Linked DNA regions of Mus musculus: region 1 is linked to region 2. A link is a contact called in public HiChIP or PLAC-seq data. All regions are on one chromosome and are shown on one strand. Each heading gives the region's core, a stretch centred on a gene start, on an enhancer-like site or on the middle of the called end of the contact. The rest is flanking DNA. Distances are from core to core; before and after follow the strand shown.

The links. HiChIP or PLAC-seq counts read pairs in DNA pulled down with a chosen protein or histone mark.
Region 1: an H3K27ac HiChIP or PLAC-seq map of embryonic stem cells shows a contact between it and region 2, with 2.7 times the contacts expected there. The contact joins two enhancer-like sites. A contact is called at or near these places in 7 of 39 promoter capture datasets (the 3T3-L1 cell line, hippocampal neurons, liver and 2 more), 1 of 15 datasets of contacts at CTCF or cohesin (embryonic stem cells), 1 of 484 Hi-C or Micro-C datasets (the G1E-ER4 cell line), 4 of 115 datasets of contacts at active chromatin or transcription factors (embryonic basal ganglia, embryonic midbrain, embryonic stem cells and 1 more) and 1 of 9 other capture datasets (adipose tissue).

Annotation. Positions count from the first base shown.
Region 1 is chr1:13,604,971-13,610,184 of GRCm38.p6, reverse strand. No RefSeq gene overlaps it. Among named protein-coding and RNA genes, the nearest start is that of Tram1, 18 kb to the right of the region's middle. Within about 2 kb of position 3,379, at least 17 of the 459 cell types and tissues checked have an H3K27ac peak or open chromatin away from gene starts, as enhancers often do. A contact at or near this core is called in embryonic stem cells, where this site is marked.
Region 2 is chr1:13,058,380-13,063,475 of GRCm38.p6, reverse strand. It overlaps the pseudogene Gm5250. Among named protein-coding and RNA genes, the nearest start is that of Gm39592, 44 kb to the left of the region's middle. Within about 2 kb of position 3,340, at least 5 of the 459 cell types and tissues checked have an H3K27ac peak or open chromatin away from gene starts, as enhancers often do. A contact at or near this core is called in embryonic stem cells, where this site is marked.

The sequences.
Region 1 (5,214 bases), core at 2,130-4,629, 550 kb before region 2:
AAGGGAAGTGTTCCAATAATCTGCAGCTATGCTATCAAGACCTCACTTCCACTAGGCACTGAGCCATGTACCACTTTTGTTTGTTTGTTCTTTTGTTTGTTTGTTTTCGTTTTTTTATTATTACAAGGTATCTGCTTCATTCCACCACTCATAAACTCCAGAGTCAAAATTCCCCCTCACTTTAGCACCAGTCTAGGGAAGCATCCTGCAGAGAATGATGTGCTTCGTGCTAGTGGGATGGCAGGAACAAATGCTTACTTACCTTCTAAGACATCTCCAGACATTGCTGCTGTCTCCAGCATGTGCCAGCCTCCCCTGGAAGCAATTACCTACCACTATCTTCCTGTTCTCTCTATTCAGGGCTTTCTTAAAAGCAAATCAAATCAAACTCTCTCTGTGATGGCCCCTTGTTTTGCAGATCCACCTTGCCACTTATGTCCACTCCCTCTACCATTTTCCTCAGATCTAAGTTCTTCACTCCTTTCTTTGGCTTCCTCTTTTCACGTTAAAGCAACTTTTTAAATCCCCTAATCTACCCACTTCTCACTGTCGCTTTCCCTCTGGAACCCTTCACCATGTTGTCTGAGACACCGATGATGTTCTTGTTCTAATTTGCCCAACACACCCTCCTCTACATTTTACTGAATGAGCCAAGCTCATGACCAGGGTGGACCACAATAGTTGACCCAGTATCCTGATGAGGTAAGGTTTGTTTCCAGTATTCTGACCCCCTATTTCAGATGATGTGGGGTTTGTTCAGGGTGGTATGGCCACAGACTGTTATCCCTGTTTCAAACACGATCATGGGACCAGTAAAGTCCCTTGTTTAAGGTCTTACGATGATTGTATTAACTTTTAGTTTCCAGCATGAAGAATGAGAAGTTTGTAAAAGTTGTTTAAGGTCAGTAGGATTTTACTAAAGGGTGGATATTGTATTTCGTGGTAGTTAATTACATAAATTAAAGTGAAATTATCATAAAGGGATATGAGAATGTACTGTTAAAAACAGTATAACCTCAACATCTGATGCCCATGCTAAGCACCTGAAACTACCAGCTTAATACAAGTCACTGGGTGAGGTATGTGAGTTTCTCATCACTGCGGTAAACACTGAAAGAGGCTCCATGTTCATCTCAGAGGTTTCAGCCCAGGGTTGGTTTAGCTGGTTTAGGGTTGCTTAGTTCTCTGGCAGAGTGGAAAGAGCAGGGTGGACAGACACACTGTAGAAAAGCTGCTCATCTTGGGAGAGCCAGGGCAGAGCAGTGAGAAAGGATCAAGCACAGGCTGTACTCTTCAAAGGCATTCTCCAGGGACTCACTTCCTAAAGCTGCTCCCCTCCCAACCCTAACAACCATTCAGCTTTGAATGCTTTGCTTCTTCCATTGATGTCTTTAGTGCTCTCACAGAGCTGCCACTAAAGTGCTACCAGCATCAAACCAAACCTTCAACACAGGATCTTCCTGTCAGGGGGACTTTTCTTATCCAAACGGTATTGGCTGGTGTCTTGTTGCTATGACAACACGTGGCAGAGGTGACATAAGAAATGAGAGGTTTACTTTGGCACACAACTTCACCACTCAGAAGACATTGAGCTGGCACAGCTCAACGTGGAAGTGGGAGCTTGTGGCATAATTGTATCTTGATGGCCATGACACAGGCAGTTCAAGCCAGGATTAGATACCCTATCACCTTTAAGGCCTGCCCCTTTGTGGGCCACCAATGTCATATAGACACTACTTCCCAAAGATTCTACAAACTCATAAAACAGGACCACCAGCAAGAACCATAACCTCATCCCACTGACCTCAATCTCATTGTGAAGAATGCATTTATTCCGTCCCCAGGTGTTCTCTGATGGCTAGTGTTGTCACATGACAGCTTCTAGCATCTCCTAGGCTGTAAATCTCCAGGCACACCTGTGAAGGATTAGCTTAGATTTAGATTAGGTAGGCCTCTGACCATGCCTTGGAGGATGTCCTGATTAAGTTAATTGGAGTTGAAAGACACAAACAGTGGATGGAGCCATTCCTTGAGCTTGGGCTCTGGACTGCATACAAAAGAGAAAACTAGCTGGGTGTGAGCCGCATCCCTCTCTGCCTGCTGGCTGTGAATGCAGTGTAAGCTGCTCACTCAGGTCCTGCTGCCAGGATTTCTCTACCATAAACAACATCTTCCCTAAACTGGGATCTAAGACAAAGCCTTTCTGCCTTAGGCTGGTTTTCCCACAGTAGTTTATCACAACAACAGGGAAAGGAACTCAAACAGTCCAACAGTTCTCAACACTGCCAAGTCCAAAGAAGGCCTCTCTGAGACCCAAGGCAAATTGTTATAGTCACAGGCTTCCAACGTGAAATGGACAGAGAAACAGCTTCAGGGAGGAGAGGAAGGAGCAGACTGAGACCCTGAGGACAAACACTAAATCGTATTGTTCAGTGTTGAACAGCAGGACTCATGTCATCATGATCAAGTTCCAGATACTTAGGCTACCCCATCCCTAAAGCCTTGTCAGGTGTAGCCCACATGGCCACTTGTCCTGGTCACTGCCTGTGGCTTTCCTTTCCTTTATTATTTCCTTGGGAGATATACATCGGAATAATAACCCGTAGGTTATTTCTTGCTATTTCTGCTGATGCTTCCACTTCTCTCCAGAGGTTTTCTAACCTTTCTGTGCCTTGTGGATCCCAGCCCTCCCTTGGAAATTTGGAAACCTCCTTAGCTCTTGCCTATGCGTGTGTGCAAGAGGAACACCGAGTTCTGTCACCAGCTTCAGTAGTAGCCAAGCCATGGTGCCACAGCCTCTGACTGTTAGATGCCTAAGTGCACCCAGAAAACACTTCTCTAAGCAGTCCTTCCCAAGACGATCACAACAGAGCACGTTGTTTTGGTTTTTGTTATTTGTTTTCTTTTTTTGTTTTTAAGCCTAGGTCTTATCATACAGCCCTGGCTGGCCTTGAACTCGAAGAAACCTGCCTGCCTCTGCCTCCCCAGTGCTGGGATTGAAGATGTGTGGCATCACACCTGACCCAGACTACCCCCATCCTCATCCTTTTATATTAAAGGGGGATTTGTTAGACTACCTTACAGAATGTAGTCTGAGTAGTCTAACAATGGCTGCCTGCACTGGAGAGGCAGACAATACAGTTGCTCAGCTCACTAGACTGGTGTCTCATCAGCCCTAATCTGGAGCTGAAGGCCTGGAGGATCCCTGGAGCACTGCTGATCTTCGGCCTATGTTGAAATCCTGAAGTCGTCAGTTCTAATAATATAGAGGAAGGAGTGCCTGAGCAAGAAGGCAGACAGACTTGCTAGGGAGAGTGAGAGCAAGCAGGCAGAAGACAAAGCTTCCTTCTTCCACTAAACCCTGAGCTTGTAGTGGGTGGGGTCCTGCTGGTGCCTAAGCCCAGAGGGCTTCCTTCCTATTGTGTTTGTAAGGTGTGGTCTTTGTACAGCCCTAAATCTCTGCGGCCCAGGCCCAGCTTTAAACTCGCATCCTCTAACCAGCGCAAGCTTTACGGAGCTTTCCATGCCATTTCTGAGACTGTGGTTTTCTTCATAACTCCAGCCAAAAGAAGCCAGTAATATTCTTGGTTGGGTCTGAATGCTGTGGTGCTTTGAAATTCCCTCAGTTCGTCACTTTCAAACCCAGCTTACAGTGTATCTGCATACGGACAACAAGTAGACAAATTCTTTGCCAGAGTTGCCAGAATGGCACCCAACTCCAGTTTCCAGGACAGCTCACTTCCATTTGAGACCTCACACTCAGAGCCCCAGCATCTGTAGTCCTGTAGTCCTGTATTCCTGTGTGCATTCGAGCTCACTCTGAGTAACTTAGTAACACTTGCCCACAACATTTTTTATATTTTTTTCTATCCAATTTCCAAGGCCTTTCCAAATTGCCCCCCATGAACCAGTTTGAGAATCTTCTGACCCACACAGTCACTGTCTAGTCTCAGTAACAACCCTCCTTCTGGCACCAATTTTCTGTGTTAGTTTTCCTTGAGAAAAGTTGCTTAAAAGAGGAGATCTTTATCTTGGCCCCTGATTTCATAGGCTTCAGTCCATGGCAGTTTAGACTCATGCCTGTTTGTGGCTGAAGTGAGGCAGAGCAGCTGAGGGCAGGGAGTGGTACAGCAGAGGGCTCATTTTATGACAGCCAGGACACAGAAAAACAGGGCACGTGACCAGAGACAAGGTATACCTTCCTTTCAAAGGCACAGCCCAATGACATACTTCCTTCAAGTGGGCCACATATTCTAATGAACTCATCAACCCACTGCTCTGTATCCTACCTACAGTACTAGGGACTATCTGGGGACAAAGCCTTCAACATGTGAGTCTTTTGAATGACAGATGTTTCATATCCTAAATACAATAATACTTAAGTAGTCTTTTTCTTCAAATAAGGGATTGATTGGCCAGATACTGTTCCTAACCTGGGATCACTGTTACCATGATGAATAGAAACAGGGATCAGCTACATAAAGGGAAATAAGTCAGTTACAAAAGTCAAATTTATAACAGAATGTGCTACAAGAGGCCAGTGTACGACTGTAAATGAAAGAAAATAAAACTTGAGGCCTGTGATTCATGTAATTCATGTCAAATAGCCCAAAGAGTTGTTTGTGAGCTTTGAAACCTGGGGCTGAGAACATAGAAGAACAGGCCAGGACATGCCCGGGCAGGCCCATAGTTAAGACATTCCTGAGGCTGCTTGGCCATAAAGATAAAGAGAATGACATGTCTGAACTGGCCTGGCGCCTCCCTATCTCCCGCCCTTCTGACCTAAGTTAAATGTTATCTGCATGTACAGTCTGTTGATGTTTAAATGGACCAATCATGTGAAACCTCGCCAATTCCTCCCTGCTGATGTTTAAATGAACCAATCATGTGAAACCGCGCCAATTCCTCCCCCAGCCCCAGCCCCTTTTCTATAAAAACTCCTAGCTTCCAAGCGTCGTGGTCGAATCCACTGTCTCCTGCGTGAGATATGTTTCGACCCGGAGCTCTGCCATTAAACTACCTCATGTTATTACATCAAGACGGTCTGTTTGTTCGTGATTCTTGGGTGCACGCCAAATCGAGAGTTGAGTGGGGGTTTCCCCACTAGGTTCTTTCATAACCATAGATGACTTGAAATGCTGTGCTTTAGTTCCTTTCTCATCTTAATAAACACTTCCCGCACATTAGAGCTACGGTTTTGTTGTGGAGGCAACT
Region 2 (5,096 bases), core at 2,091-4,590:
TCCCTGGGTGTTTTGTTCCCAATTCTGAGGAGGATGAACTTCGTTTTCATTTCCACAAAGAGGTGATTGTTTCCCGAAGTGACACAAAATCATTAGCCCCCTAGTTGGATTGGAAAATGGATCTCTCTGTCTCTGCAACTTTGGTGCTCAAACCACTTCATCACCCTGCTGTCTTTGGGTAATTTCAATTAGAGAATAGACTGCCTAGCAGTCTCACACCCCCACTAAGATGGTGCCTGGGAGAGGCTTTACCTGTTTCCTGTGTGTTCCTATTCTTTGGTATAATGCCTTCATGTAAGCCAGGCTAATTCAGGATGGTTCTGTGCTAATGAACTCTGGCTTCTGATATAGAAAAATTCCATCGTTAGGCTGGGCATTTGGAAATTCTTATTTTTAGACTCTAGGATGCTCTGAGACCATCCCAAAGACTGACTGTGTTGAGACCCAAGACAAGCCCTTGCTTGTGAGCACACACACACACACACACCTACACACACATATACCTATACCTACACACACACACATACCTACACACAAACCTACACACACACACACCCACACACACACACACCTACACAAACACACATACCTACACACACACACCTACACACACACACACACACACCCCTCTACACAAACACACATACCTACACCTACACACACATACCTACACATACACCTACAGACATACACACCTATACACACACACACACCTACACACACACACAAACCTACACCTACACACACACCTACATACACACACACCTACATACACACACACACCTATACACACACACACACACACACACACACACACACACACACACACACGCACACACACACACGAGAAAAAAACTAAAGTTTATCAATAGTTCATATGTCTGAAAGATTCAGATCTTCTGCTCCTGCCTAACTCTTTAAGCCCACTTCTTCTTCTTTTTTTTTTTTAATCATTTCAATTTTATGTTTTATTTAGAGTAGTAACCTGGTATTCACATCAGAATGCACAGCAAGGATCCAGGAATATCTTGCTAGGATGTAACAAAGCTAAAAATCCCGCCAGAACCAAACACTGGCCACAGCTTAACCCGCGTCCAGGTGGGAGACACAATGACTGGAGACTGGCTTCACTCGATACACTGGCCTAGCTCCAGGGTCTTCATGGCTTCCTCCAGCTTCAGCACTCCTCTTTGCTGGCACAGGCGGTACCTCTCAGCCATGGACTGAAGCATCCGATTAGCCCAAACCTTGTTGTTTTGAGAGTCATAAATGAAGACCTTGATAAGTTCTTTGGGAGATTCCAGGTTCTTCAGCTCAAACATGGCCTGGCTCACCTGCTCGATGCGAGACATTTGAGATCCCTGTGGGCCAAACAGAGATTTCAGCACCAGCGACTGGACCTGGAATACTTCTGGATCTTTCAGGTCTTCAGGAACTTTCACCCACTGGGGATGTCTTTATGGGTTATGAGGGCTCCCATCATAATTCCTGCCAAGAAACCAGACTTCAAGGAAGACTAGGTCAAGCTTATCCACGATATTAAGCCCACTTCTCTGTCTCTGTCTCTCTGTCTCTCTGTTTTCTGTTTTTAAAAAGGGTCTCACTATATAACCCAGGGCGGCCTCCAACACACAGGTGTCTTCCGGCTCCACCTTGTCAATTGTCACCTGGTTGTGCGCATGCACCACCACACCCAGTCATTGCTCCTATCCTCTTCCTTCTTCTTTTGGTCCTCCATTTGTTCTTTTTTTGAAAATAAAATAAAATTTATTTTACTTTTAATTATGTATATATCTGTGTCTGGGTATGTTCTGTGGGTACCCAAGGACTACTGAAGGTGTCTGAGCCCAACACTCTGGAGTTATAGTTGGTTGTAAACTGTCTGATGTCAGTGCTGGGATCTGAACTTAGGTCCTTTGCAGGAGCAGCAAGTGCTTTGAAAAGCCAAGCCATCTCCTTATTCCTCTTTTTTTTGAGGTAATAGATGAGCCTCCCGCATCCCTTCTTCCAGTTATGCTGCCGGGTGTTCTCTTGCTAAGGCACAGCCAGTTTCCTTCCGCTGAGGCTCAGGTCTATATAGCCTGAGCTAACCCTGGAACTCATTACGTAGCTCAGGTTGGCCTCACATTTTTTCAGTGATCCTTCAGCCTTTGCCTCCTGAGTGCTGGGATTTCAGGTGTGAGCCACAGCCTCCTGCCTTCTTCCTTTCCCAGATTCACTGAAACACAAAGACAGACAATTGAGTAGCTTTGCTTGCATCAGCCTGATTTTTCAGGGTGCTGGGGATCAGCTGCTCCTCACAAAAGCCTTCTGAGTGCCAAGCACATATTCTTCTGATAAGCACCACCCTCAGCTCACTGATGTCTTTTTGAAGGTACACATCTGCCTTGATAGCTGGGACCAAGAGACTCAACAGCTCAGCAGTTACTTTTGTTCTTCATGGTGAGAATGCCACAGAAGATTTTGAGGAGCCTTGGTGGAGTTGCTATGTGTTATCAGAGAAGCTGAGGACTTCGCTCTGGGTTTTTGGCCTTGCTACTACTGAAAAAAAAAATTAAGAATTGGCTGAAAAGAAATCTTGAGGGTGCTCTTATTAGAGTTTAAAAGAAAAACCAGGCTGGAGAGATGACTCAGTGATTAAGATCACAGACTGCTTTTCCAGAGATCCTGAGTTCAATTCCCAGCCTGGTCTATTGAATGAGTTCCATAATAGCTAGAGCTACACAGAGAAACCCTGTCTTGAAAAACCAAAGGAGAGCTCTGGAAGAGATGGCACAGCACTTAAGAGCACTGACTTCTTTTCCAGAGGTCCTGAGTTCAATTCCCAGCAACTACATGGAGGCTCAAAACCATCTATAATGGGATCTGATGCTCTCTTCAGTTGGGTCTGAAGACATACAGCAACAGATAACTTATATACAGAAAACCAAAGGAGAGGGTTTTCTTCAGTGTTCTTGTTACCGGAGCAATATAGAGTCATCTTTTGTGCTATCTTATGTAAATGAGTACACTATAGTTGTCTTCAGACACACCAGAAGAGGGCATCAGATCTCATTACAGGTGGTTGTGAGCCACCATGTGGTTGCTGGGAATTGAACTCAGGACCTCTGGAAGAGAAGTCAGTGCTCTTAAGTGCTGTGCCATCTCTTCCAGACCTCTCCTTTGGTTTTTCAAGACAGGGTTTCTCTGTGTAGCTCTAGCTATTATGGAACTCATTCAATAGACCAGGCTGGCCTTAAACCCAGAGATCACCCTGCCTCTGCCTCAGGATCAAAGCACTGGGATCAAAGATATGCTCCATCACTGCCCATTTCCTAACACATTTCAGTTTACAATCCAGTGTTGGATTCCATGACAACAGTTCAAGATTGTCATTGTGGCGTGTCAAGTTCAAGACCAGCATGGACTAAACACACCCCTGTCTCAAAAATAAGAAGAGAGGAGAGAGGAAGAGAAAAAGGATGAGGAGGAGGAGGAGGAAGAGGAGGACGAGGAGGACGAGGACGAGGAGGAAAGAGAAGAAAGGAAATCCAGAATGTGGTAGTTTGAGATGGGTCAGTTTAACAGAAAGGCAGACTGTACACATTTAACCCTCTTTTGTAGTTTGAATAAGAATGGTTTGCATAAGTGCATAGACTTGAATGCTTGGTCACCAGGGAGTGGCACTATTATTTGAAAGGATTAGGGGTAGTGATCTTTTTGGAGGAAGTGTTTTGGCTTTGAGGTTTCAGAAGCTCATGCCAACTTCAGAGTCTTTTTCTCCCCTACTGTTTGTGGATCCAGACGTAGAACACTAAGCTCCTTCTCCTGTGTGCTGCCATGCTCCTCGCCAAGCTAATGATGAACTAAACCTCTTATAGTATAGGCAGGCCGTAATGAAATGCTCTCCTTTATAAGATGTGCTTCCTCGGTCATGGTCTCTTCACAGCAGTAGAACATCGACACCTACTGAATAGCAGAGGGTGTTACATTTTTCAAATTATATTGATGGTTACTGCTTTGTAGCCCACAGATCCTCAATAAAAATTTACACTGAGAGCTGGGTACAGCGGTTCCTCCCTGTCATCCCAGCACTCGGGAGGTTGGGGGAGAAGGACCAAGAGTTCAAGATCAATCTTAGCTGTGTGCACATTGCCTTAAACAAAACAAAAATTAAAAACAAAAACAACTTCTCTTTTGAGACTATGTAGCTTCGGCTTAGGACTCACTATGCAGATTGGGTAGATCTGTAACTCAGAGATCTCTGCCTGCCTCTTGAGTGCTTTGCAGAATTCTTTAATTGGCAGAGAAACAAAGTACATTATGACTCCGATATGGTAATAAGTGGAAAGGCACAGGGTGCCCAGGTCCATGTCCTGCAGGGGATGGGTGGGGAGGAGAAAAACATCTTGACGGGTGTACATACATAGGAAAACCCAGCCTGTTCAGGATTTGCTACCATTTGAAGCCTCTCCTTCAGGGTCTTAGAACACATGGTCAGTGGGCACTGTTGTTACCAGTGATGGCCTGGATAGGAGTACAACAATGAGAGCTTGCTGGTTTGAAACAAACAGATGTAAGTGCGGTGATCCCAGAACAGGGTGGGTGGAGATGGGAGAATGAGGAGTGGAAAGCCAGCCTTGGGTACATAGTAATCTCAAGGTCAGACCCTGTCTCTAAAATATCAAAACCAGCTGACTAGACAAAAACATCACTCAAAGAAGTAAGCGGATGTGTATCAGTTGGTAGAGTGTTTTCCAGGTAGAGTGCAGATGTTGAGCCCTAGGTTCAATTGAAGCCCTAACACTGTTGAATGCTTAGCTGTGAATGGGATCATAACCCCTCCAACCCCAAAGACTCAGAGAACATGGAGGAAGAGTCAGATGGTTAGGAGGAGTGCTATGAAGCACTGATGTGTGGACATGACATGGCATTGACCCATGACCTCACGGCAGCTGTGGCGAGCCACAGAAGCTCAAATCAGTCAACACTTCATCATGGATGAACTGGGGCACTAGAGCCCTCTTGTGAGGCTGAGCAGTTATCAGCAGTCAGTAGCTGCTGGAGAAGAAGGCATCCTTTTCTTTAGGACTGTAGCTGGGAGATGAACCAACTCC